2 separate regions of the Danio rerio genome follow, and region 2 is linked to region 1. A link is a contact called in public Hi-C data. All regions are on one chromosome and are shown on one strand. The core of a region is the stretch at or near the end of the contact, and the rest is flanking DNA. Distances in the headings are between cores, read along the strand shown.

Region 1 (4,924 bases), core at 484-2,983:
GCAACTGTCCCCACTCTCCTCTACAGAGAATTTTCATCACACATCATCAGTCAGCCATATTGGAAACACAGAACGTAAACAATGTGACTGAACTGACTGAGAATCATATTATTTGCTTACTACTGCTGAAAATGATCAATTGTTTTGGGCTTTGCTATTAGATTGTATTAGAATACTGAAAGCCATGTAAAGTCAAGCAGAAGAGAGAAAAAAAAGCTGTCTGAAGAACAAAAAGTGTTTGTGGTTGACCAAACTAATTCACGATTTCCATGGCAAGAATCTTGATAACGTTCATGTTTGTTCTTATAATTTATGCTCAAGCGAGTGTAACATTAGGCTAATCTGGTCAAATGTATCCTTTACCACATGTTAAATCAAAATGCTACACCATATTCTGCTTTAGTAAGTGATTTAGCAGCTTCCATGTTTTTTTTTTTTTTTTTTGTATATTTTAGACAGCAGAGCAACATATAGTACATCAACCATGCTGTTTACACCAGAGTTTCACATGTATCTGGCCACATGTTTGTTACTGACCAAATCCCGAAGAGCAAACAACGTTAAAGAAAAAATCTAAAATTGTCAAAAAAGCAAAATATGAAACAAAATAGACAACTTTTAATCAAATTAATCACTTACTCTTTAGCTCTTTTTTCACTTTTTCTTCTCAGATCATTAATGTTGACAATGAGACGACACTGTCCATCAGACACCATACTCCTGACCTTTTCATGGTAGATGCCCTGATCTTGCTGTAAATTACAATAAAAAAAGATTTAGTTTGACAGACAAAAAACAAAGTTTATACAGTTCAAAATGCCCACAAGTCAAACACATAAAGATTATTCAAATTATTCACATCATCATCCAGAAAGTCCAGATATTCCCTCTGTGACTCTCTCAGCTCGAGGTCCTCTAACCCAGTATCCATTTCTCCTACACGCGCATCAGCATGTGCATTACAATATTTTAAAATAACATTCACAGTTCAACAAAAATCAAATGCACAAACATGAAGCAACCAAACCAAGCTGGTGCAACAGGCCTGACAATCAATTATGTTAATTAGGCTCATTAACTTGAGCATGTGATTATCCAACTGATTTGAATAGAGCTACCCCTATTTCGAACCATGCTTTCATTATGGTAAAAAATATAACAGATAACCATGTGTAGCCTATATCACGTTTTTACTGTAAATACAATGGTTAAACTGTGGTTAGTGTAGCAAAATCATGAATAATTCGTAATTATCATGTTTGTTTGTTTTTTTTTTTTACAAGTAACCATGTTTTATTTGTGTAATGGTAGCTGGACCCTATTAGCAAAATAGATTCTCCTGAACGCTTCTTAAAATGCTCGAGTCAAAAGGACAATGAATGCGCTAGACCCCCTTTGAATTATTCCATTCTTTTATACTGTATTTGAAGCTCTTACAGTGCTCTTCAGTTATTTTACTCCGAGCTGCTTGATACTGTTGACACTCACACATACTGTAGTTGCATAATACGCACATAAATTAGTTCATTTTCGTTTGTTACGACATTCCAGGACGAAGCCTCAGGCTACGGCTCATATGGTTTTATAAAATATTCATTCACGTTTTGGACGAATCTTCCTTTGCTCGGTTCTCTGCAAACAAACTCCTGAAGTGTCTGAAGGCGTTCCTCTTCGGTGACTGACTTTACCATTCAGCAAATAGGATTTGAGTGCGCGCTGTGAAGGCGTGTTTCATTGGTTAGACCTGAACGATTACGCCCCTCTCTATATGTAGTTCCTCAAGCTGGAGAAAAACTGCTTGTTCAGCTCTTATCTGGTAATATATCTAATGTCTGAATCCAATATTTTACATACTAATCAGTTAAGTAAGGGAGCGGGGCACAAAGTAACACTTTTTGGCTTTGGTCAAATAATAAACAAAGGTTTGGGGTTAAACAAACCATTTGTTTTTTTACCAACAAAACACAAGCCTCTCCTACAAATGAGCTCTGGTTGTATAATCGCCGGACTATTGTTTCTTTGCAGTGTTGCCAAAAGTGCCAGGAGTAAAAATGTTACTATTTACCTCACTTCAAGTTGTAACAGACAGGGTTAGTTGTAACACATGCTTAAAAAAAGGCAGATTACACACAGTTTATTTAAAAATTTAAAGTTTACTTTAAATAGTAGCTATATTTTCTCAGTACCTAGCTCAATTTATTTTTTATTCTACACAGCACAGTATGTTTTCCAGAGATGGGTTGCGGCTGGAAGGGCATCCGCTGCGTAAAAACTTGCTGGATAAGTTGGCGGTTCACTCTGCTGTGGCGACCCTGGATTAATAAAGGAACTAAGCAGTCAAGAAAATGAATGAATAGCACGGTATATTTATTTATTTATTGGATAAACACATTTGGATTATACAATGCATTTATTTGTATTATTAGCAGTAAAATATTTTTTGTCTATCAAAAAAAAAAAAATTTCATTTCATTTAAATAGTTCTCAACATTACACTCAAAATTATATATATATATATATATATATATATATATATATATATATATATATATATATATATATATATATATATATATATATATATATATATATATATAGTGTTAGTTTGATTGGTGTCCAACAGTGCGTGGCTTAATTGTAACACTAACTAACTAACCGCGCGGTGTCGTGTTTTCTTCAAAACTGGCTAGCAGTCACTTTGTGTTTTACATCTTTCAAAATGGTTTCATATTTTAGCCTAGAAGATGGTAGTCACAACAATATATTTAAAAAATATTGACTATAATAAAAAATTATTTTAGGTTGCAAAAATGGTTTCTCCGTGTTCTCATCCAAATTTCGCCAAACTTTTTCAATAATTGGCAAGAAGACATCTGCCGACACTGTGGTGAAAACCTCGCAGTCATGCCATGGTTAACCCTGAGCAAGTATACCTTAAATCTCGGTGTTACATTTAACCTCGCGTTACTTTGTGCCTCGCACTCCCCTACCAATGGTTTGAAAATTATAGACAATAAATTTAATCACTTTTACATCAAAAATGTTATGCAGAACCACATTGTTGCCAAAATGTAAACCATTTTATATTTCCTTATTTGAGCAGATTGAGTGGAAAAAAGTTTGGAACTTTGGAAAGTTTGGAAAAGTTTGGTTTTGTTGACATTGGTATGGGGACTGTCATGATTTATATTTATCTTGACTTTGAAAATAAAATTTGATGACAACTTTTTAGAAACAAACATATGAATTAGCTTACATTACTTACTGAATTATTATTATTATTATTATTATTATTATTATTATTATTATTATTATTTCAGTTTCACCTTACAAAAATAATCCATGGGTTGACCAAATGATGATATGACCTGATCTATATATTTAATTATAATTAATTGTATTACATTATAATGCTTGTTTTTCTTTACAAACAATTAAAAATTATTATATTTTATCATATAATTAATAGTTTTATTTGTTACCTTGATGTATTATTTATTTCAGAAGATTTGTTTACATTTAGAATTAAATAAAATATTTGTTGTGCTAAATACTATCCTATTCCAGTATTCATCTGACTGTATATTGACTGTTTATGCTACTTTTGTTCTCAACATATTTTGTATTCAATAAAAAACGGTCTGGTTCTGTTGATTCTCTCGTCAACAAATCAGTGATTGAATCCTTTAGTGAGCTGGTTCAAAAGAATCGATTCGTTTGAGTGAATCAAAAACAATGCTCTTCCCTCGCACTTGCGTATGTTTTGATCGAAGACAGAGCCACTTTTGTTGAGGAGACAGTCCGTGCTCTCAGTCTGTCCTGACCTTTGCTTCTGTTATCGCGTATTGGGTCGTTCAAACTGTGAATAGGCGATCACACAGATAACAAAGTTTGACAGTTCGTTTAGGGACTGCCGCGTCTGATACTTGTATTTTTCACCTGTCTTCAAACCCCAGGTAATCATCGCGAGATTTCACTGACAGGGTTGGTCAAAATCTCATGTCGGCGGAAAAAAGTGGAGTTTTGATTAGGAAAACCAAAACAAATGTGATCAGCGACCTTTATAAACAAGTAAGTTGTCTGTTTTTTTGACGTTGTTGTCGTTTAGAAACATTATTTGGTCATTTACTTCTAATAAAACGAGTTTATTGTTGTTGTTTTTACTGAAGTCAGCTGAAACGAGATACAAGAGTGAGTGAAACTCATTCACCGATACTCAACCACAGGTTACAGTACGTAAACTAAAACAATTAACGGTTGCGGTTTGGAAATTGTTTTCGTATTTTAAGACAGTTACGTTAACTTATTGCAATCAATAATAATGTGGATATTTTACTGTGTATATAAGTATATCCAATGGTTTGTACACAATCAAATTTATAGGCTATACAAACAAACAAACTATCTATCTATCTATCTATCTATCTATCTATCTATCTATCTATCTATCTAACTATCTATCTATCTATCTATCTATCTATCTATCTATCTATCTATCTATCTATCTATCTATCTATCTATCTATCTATCTATCTATCTAACATGTTATCTATCTATCTATCTATCTATCTATCTATCTATCTATCTATCTATCTATCTATCTATCTATCTATCTATCTATCTATCTATCTATCTATCTGTCTGTCTGTCTGTCTAATATATCTGTCTGTCTGTCTGTCTGTGTTTGTTTGTATTGTTATTAATAAATTAAATTTTTACGATGGAGTTGTCTTAAGTCTTTTTTTTTTTTTTTTTTTTTTTTATAAAATTTGTAAACCTCTGCAAACATACACTAAAGTATCTTTCTTTCATGAAGCAATGAGCCAGCCACCCAGAAACCAGCGTACACACAGAGAGAGAAATGGTGAAGAGAGAAGACAAAATGGTGAAAAGAGAGACAGAGACCCCCGCAGTCAACAGGACC
Region 2 (4,950 bases), core at 641-3,140, 280 kb after region 1:
ATCTATCTATCTATCTATCTATCTATCTATCTATCTATCTATCTGTGTCTGTTTGTCTGTCTGTCTGTCTGTCTATCTATCTATCTATCTGTATATCTGTCTGTCTGTCTGTCTGTCTGTCTACTATGGTTTTGAAGTTGAAAACCAAAATGTTTATAATAATTATAATTACCGTTTACTTAACATAATTGTTCAATTTGTAATTGAACAGTTTGCAGTTTGTAATTGTTTAAAATTTTAATAAACAACAAAAACACTTATTATCAGTAATAAAAATTAAATAACATTAATATTGATTTTTATTTTAAATGTAACAGTTTACACTATTTATTACAACTACTATTACTATTACTACTACTACTACTACCAATAATAATAATAATAATAATAATAATAATAATAATAATAATAAATACTACTACTACTACTACTACAATAAGTAAAATAACTATTAATGTCTCTTAAATTTGCATCTCTTAAAATCATGCATCTTAATTTTACTGTTTCTTTCTTTGCCTCATGTACAGCTTAAGAAATTTCAGTAACCTTATACCGTCCTCTTGTGGCCATATGTGGAACATGGGGTCTCATTTAAACTAAACCTTTACACATTTCTTTAGGATGTCTATAGATAAGCCGAGGTGCCTGGAGGAGCTCACCTGTTCCACCAGTTTCTTGCGTATCGCGTTGACTTTGGCCTTCATGCTCTCTTTATTAGTGATGATCCGCGGGTCGAAGGGCTTTCCGTGCCCGGTCACGAACACGGTGGAGCTGCCTTCATTGACTGCCGTCGGCCCGTTATGAGACTCCGGATGATCTGAAAGAAGAAAAGGAGAGGTGAGAAATGTTGGCGGGATTAGTCACTCCTAATCAGCCTACTGAAAGGCGTAAATAAAAGCAATCGCTATCTTAACTTTTGAATTGCTTATTCAGATTTGAATAAAAAAACTTATTTAGTAATTGTGAAATTTTTAGGTATATTTTACATGTCCAAAATGTAAATAAATAAATGAAGCAAAATAAAAAGCGAGTTTAATTTGAGCAGTAAATTCAATATACATTTTGTCATTTATAGTTTAGTTAAATTCCCATTTTTTACATTTATTTATTTTTAACTTTATGTTATAAATTTATAATACACACCACAAATTGTAAACACATTTGTGTGATGTGTATTACAAATTTATTTAAAAAAAAAAATAAATAAAATAAATTACAAGACACAGCTCAAATTTCTTATCATTTTGCATAATTGTAAATGTTTTTTTTTTTTTTTGTAAAAGCTGAAGTTCCTCAATATCTGATACTGGTTCAACTGGTTTGTAATGCTGATGAAATCTCATCAGTGGTTGAATCAGCGAGAGGACTCGTCAGGCTGCAGTTATTGAACACACAGTTACAGTCTAATATACTGATAAACCTGTACCTGGTGCTGTCTCGCTTTGGCTGTGGTTAGGCTCGGGGCTCTCGGTGCACACCGCTTGTCCCCGGGTGAGCGCGTGCAGGGGTCGGGCTTCTCCCGGTTTCGGCAAGCAGCGCAGCCCGGAGCCGCAGGGCGCAGTGTAGATCCCGCACGGGTCACCTCTCTTCAACGCACAGGCGAGGCAGCAGCCGCAGCCCGGCTCTCGAAGCACCTCCTCACAGCCGGCATCCACCGCCGGACACTCGGCAAGCCGCTCCGGGGAGCACGGAGCGCAGCGGATCGGTTCCTGCCCGACCACTGGAGAAGCCCGGAGCCCCGGCGCGGCGAGGAGTGCGCTGAATGCTGCCACCCAGAAGAAGTTCAGAAGCAGTCTGTTCATCCCAAAGCACGGCTCAGAATAAATAGATAAATAAATAAATGAAGTGAAACGTGGAGTTCCTCACTGTCTTTGCGCTCTCCAAAACGACTAGCTCTCTCCGGGTCGCCTCGCGGTATTTATACGCACACTGGGTCCCGCTGACACGCTCGTGTTTGACGCATTGGCAGTATCAATGATTTCTTAAATGATCCCCCTCTGCTCCGATTGGCTGCCGGGGATCCAGTCTTCTTGTTCTTTGAACACAGTGCGTAATATGCGTCACTGTTTGTATCGGAACATAATGTGTACAAGCGTGAAAAGCGTGTGTTTACTACCCGACAAGTACCTAATCTGAAACGACAATAATAAGGTGTCTTTTGTATAGGTTCATCCCAGCATGTTGGGTAGGCATTTGGATGAATATGCAATTATTCGCTTGAAAATGAACGTAAATCAAACTTAAGCATGCTTTTTATGTGCAATAACAGTCTGAGCTAAGTGTTTTATTTTCTATGAAATATACTTCCACTGTGCATGTAAGCTAAATATTTGATGTTGTTAAATACATATCTTATTGTTGTGGGAATATTAACAAGTATTAAATAATATAATTTGCAACACGAAACCTTATTTAACTATAACAAATATTTAATTTACAACATTTCTAGTAAAATTAAATATTATTACTGCATTGGTATTCATTATAATGCTAAAGAATCAGCAGAGAATTAAGAATAAGAGTTCATGGGCTTAGCACAAGCATTAGGCTACTAATGAATTCGAACTCTGCTGAACTATATTCCGCAACTTTATTCTGGATCACTTATTTGCCACAACAATAACAAAAAGACTAAAAGTGGGCCTGTTTGTGGCTCCCTCCCAATCTCATTTTCCATGAGGTTTTTCATAGGTTCAAGAACATCCCATTCAGGTTCATGTTGTGAGTCTACTGAAGCCAGCTAATGCAATTTGTGATTTACTTCAGAACGCGGCACACAAAGCTCCTCATTCATTAAGTTCCCCCTCGAAAACTGTTATACAAGCATTTTGCGAAGCCAAATTGTCGCGTCCTGGTCCTTGGTCTGGCATTCATTTGACGCGTTTTTTTTTGTATTTTTTTTCGTCTGTAATGAGGTGAGAGACACAACGCGCGCGCTCTGTGGCACCGCGTGCACTCGCCCTGTGGTACGTGACCTCACTCAGGTCAGGACGGCACCCCGTTTTGGAAAGCTCGAGCTACCACTATTGTCACAGCCCCTCTCTTGGGATAATAATAGACGCGCGGGAAAAACGACATGTCCACTGACACGTCTCCTCTCCACGCGCGTCGCGAGGCCTTTTGTCGTGGCCGCGCGGAGGAGTTTATGAATGGGCCACAGGATGTGACACTCCGCTGGGGAAGGGCGCTTTAATAATGTGTCAACCGCTGGGCTTTCGAATGTCTCCGAGGGGAGACCACATGATCCACGCAATTGTCTGACAGTGTTGCATCATTTTTTTTTTCTTCAGCGCGTGGAGAGTTTCTCTGCGCGTCACGTGATCAGGTTGTCCGTTCGCGCGCGTGTGGGAACGCGAGTATCTGCTGACGGAGATAAAGCGGCACGCGCGTCATACCGGTAACTGTAGCCTCTCTGTTCCCCTTTGTCAAAACCTCTAGGCAAGAATACCATGAACACCTTGCATCTGAGGATTTATCCTTTACCGTTAACCTTGTCAGACAGTGCAGACAAATGTGACAGTTACAGTTCATACAATAAATTAAAATGTGTATGTCTTTCAACACTAATGACACTGATGAATGTTTTAGTAATACCCATGCTCATATTACCCATAACTCTTTCTTTTTTATATAGCCTTAACCCTCTTTTTTTCTTTTAAGCATGCAGGCGTTTTTCATGCAGACGGTTACTGTAATGTCTGCAGTGATAAAACTGAACTCAACGGTCAGACACTGATTTGGAAGCGTTTTATCACCGACAGACAGAAGGACCTGTTGTCCTTAAGCTGCAGAGGAACGTTAGAGCATATTTATCTATTAGAGTGACCAATATTGCTCATCATGCAACGCATTTTGATATATTCAGAGCTTGAAAAATGTCCAAACGTATAGGAAAATGCTTCACATCTACTTAAAGTATTATTTAAAATATATGTTTCAAGTATAAACACGAATACTTAAAGAGCAACATGGTAAAGTACTATTAAATATATATTTCTATAATATTTTATATTATTATTATATATTATAGTATTAACGCGAGGAACATAGTAATGTGCGTAACCCTTTAACTGCCCCAGCAACAAAACATTATTTATTTTATTTTTTTATTTTGGCACTCAACACATCCCATAATTTCTAAAATATCAACCATTTAGTAGAGGTTAATATGTCGGTTTATGGTAAAAAATACCAGAATTAATACATATGAAAAATGTGAGAACAGTTTATTTTAAAATAATCTATAAAAAACATTTTTGAATACTAAATCATCTTTGTTTTTGAAGTATGCATTCAGATTTTCATTTAACATGTTTTCTTGTTTTTTTACAAAAAAAAAATTTAAATCAAGTGTAGTAGTGCAACAGGATTATGTTTGTTTGATTTTCTTGTAAACCAACAGTGTTGCATGTGTAATGCATTATTTAAAACAGTCATTCCTTTAAGGACTTTAACAGTCATTATATAAAACGAGTCAAAATATGGTCAACCATTTGGTAGAGCAGGCAGATAAAGAGTTAAAGTATTATTAAATATATATTTCAAGTATAAACATGAATATTTAAAGAGGAACATGGTAGTGTACTTAAAGTATTATTAAATATATATTTCAAGTATTAACATGAGGAACATAATATGCTTAACCCTTTAACTGCCCCATGCAGCAACAAAACATTTTTTTTTTTTTTTTATTTTGGCACTCAGCACATCCCATAATTTCTAAAATATCAACCATCTAGTAGAGGTTAATATGTTGGTTTATGGTAAAAGTACCAGAATTAATACATACACTATGAAAAAATGTGAAACAGTTTATTTTAAAATAATCTTAATAAACCATTTTTGAAAACTAAATCATCTTTATTTTTTTGAAGAATGCCATAAAATATTTCAGATTTTCATTAAACATGTTTTTTGTTTTGTTTCTCTACAAAAAAAAAATTAAATCAA

The links. Hi-C and Micro-C count contacts between places; a contact is called where the count stands out from the background.
Region 2: a contact with region 1 is called in a Hi-C map of hematopoietic stem cells, with 3 times the contacts expected there. The contact joins the promoter of igfbp1a here to the promoter of si:ch211-191a24.4 in region 1. A contact is called at or near these places in 5 of 18 Hi-C or Micro-C datasets (caudal fin, embryo, hematopoietic stem cells and 1 more).

What each region holds. Positions count from the first base shown.
Region 1 is chr20:6,686,952-6,691,875 of GRCz12tu, forward strand. si:ch211-191a24.4 reads left to right here and starts at 1,734. Exons shown (of 4, transcript NM_001277124.1): 1 at 1,734-1,816; 2 at 4,817-4,924. The coding sequence starts at 4,819. mcm3l (MCM3 minichromosome maintenance deficient 3 (S. cerevisiae), like) reads right to left here and starts at 1,050. Exons shown (of 17, transcript NM_001171068.1): 1 at 860-1,050; 2 at 640-752. The coding sequence starts at 931.
Region 2 is chr20:6,968,102-6,973,051 of GRCz12tu, forward strand. It overlaps igfbp1a (insulin-like growth factor binding protein 1a), which reads right to left and starts at 1,891. Exons shown (of 4, transcript NM_173283.4): 1 at 1,427-1,891; 2 at 660-817. The coding sequence starts at 1,802. The region is part of intron 1 of dsg2.2 (desmoglein 2, tandem duplicate 2); the gene reads left to right.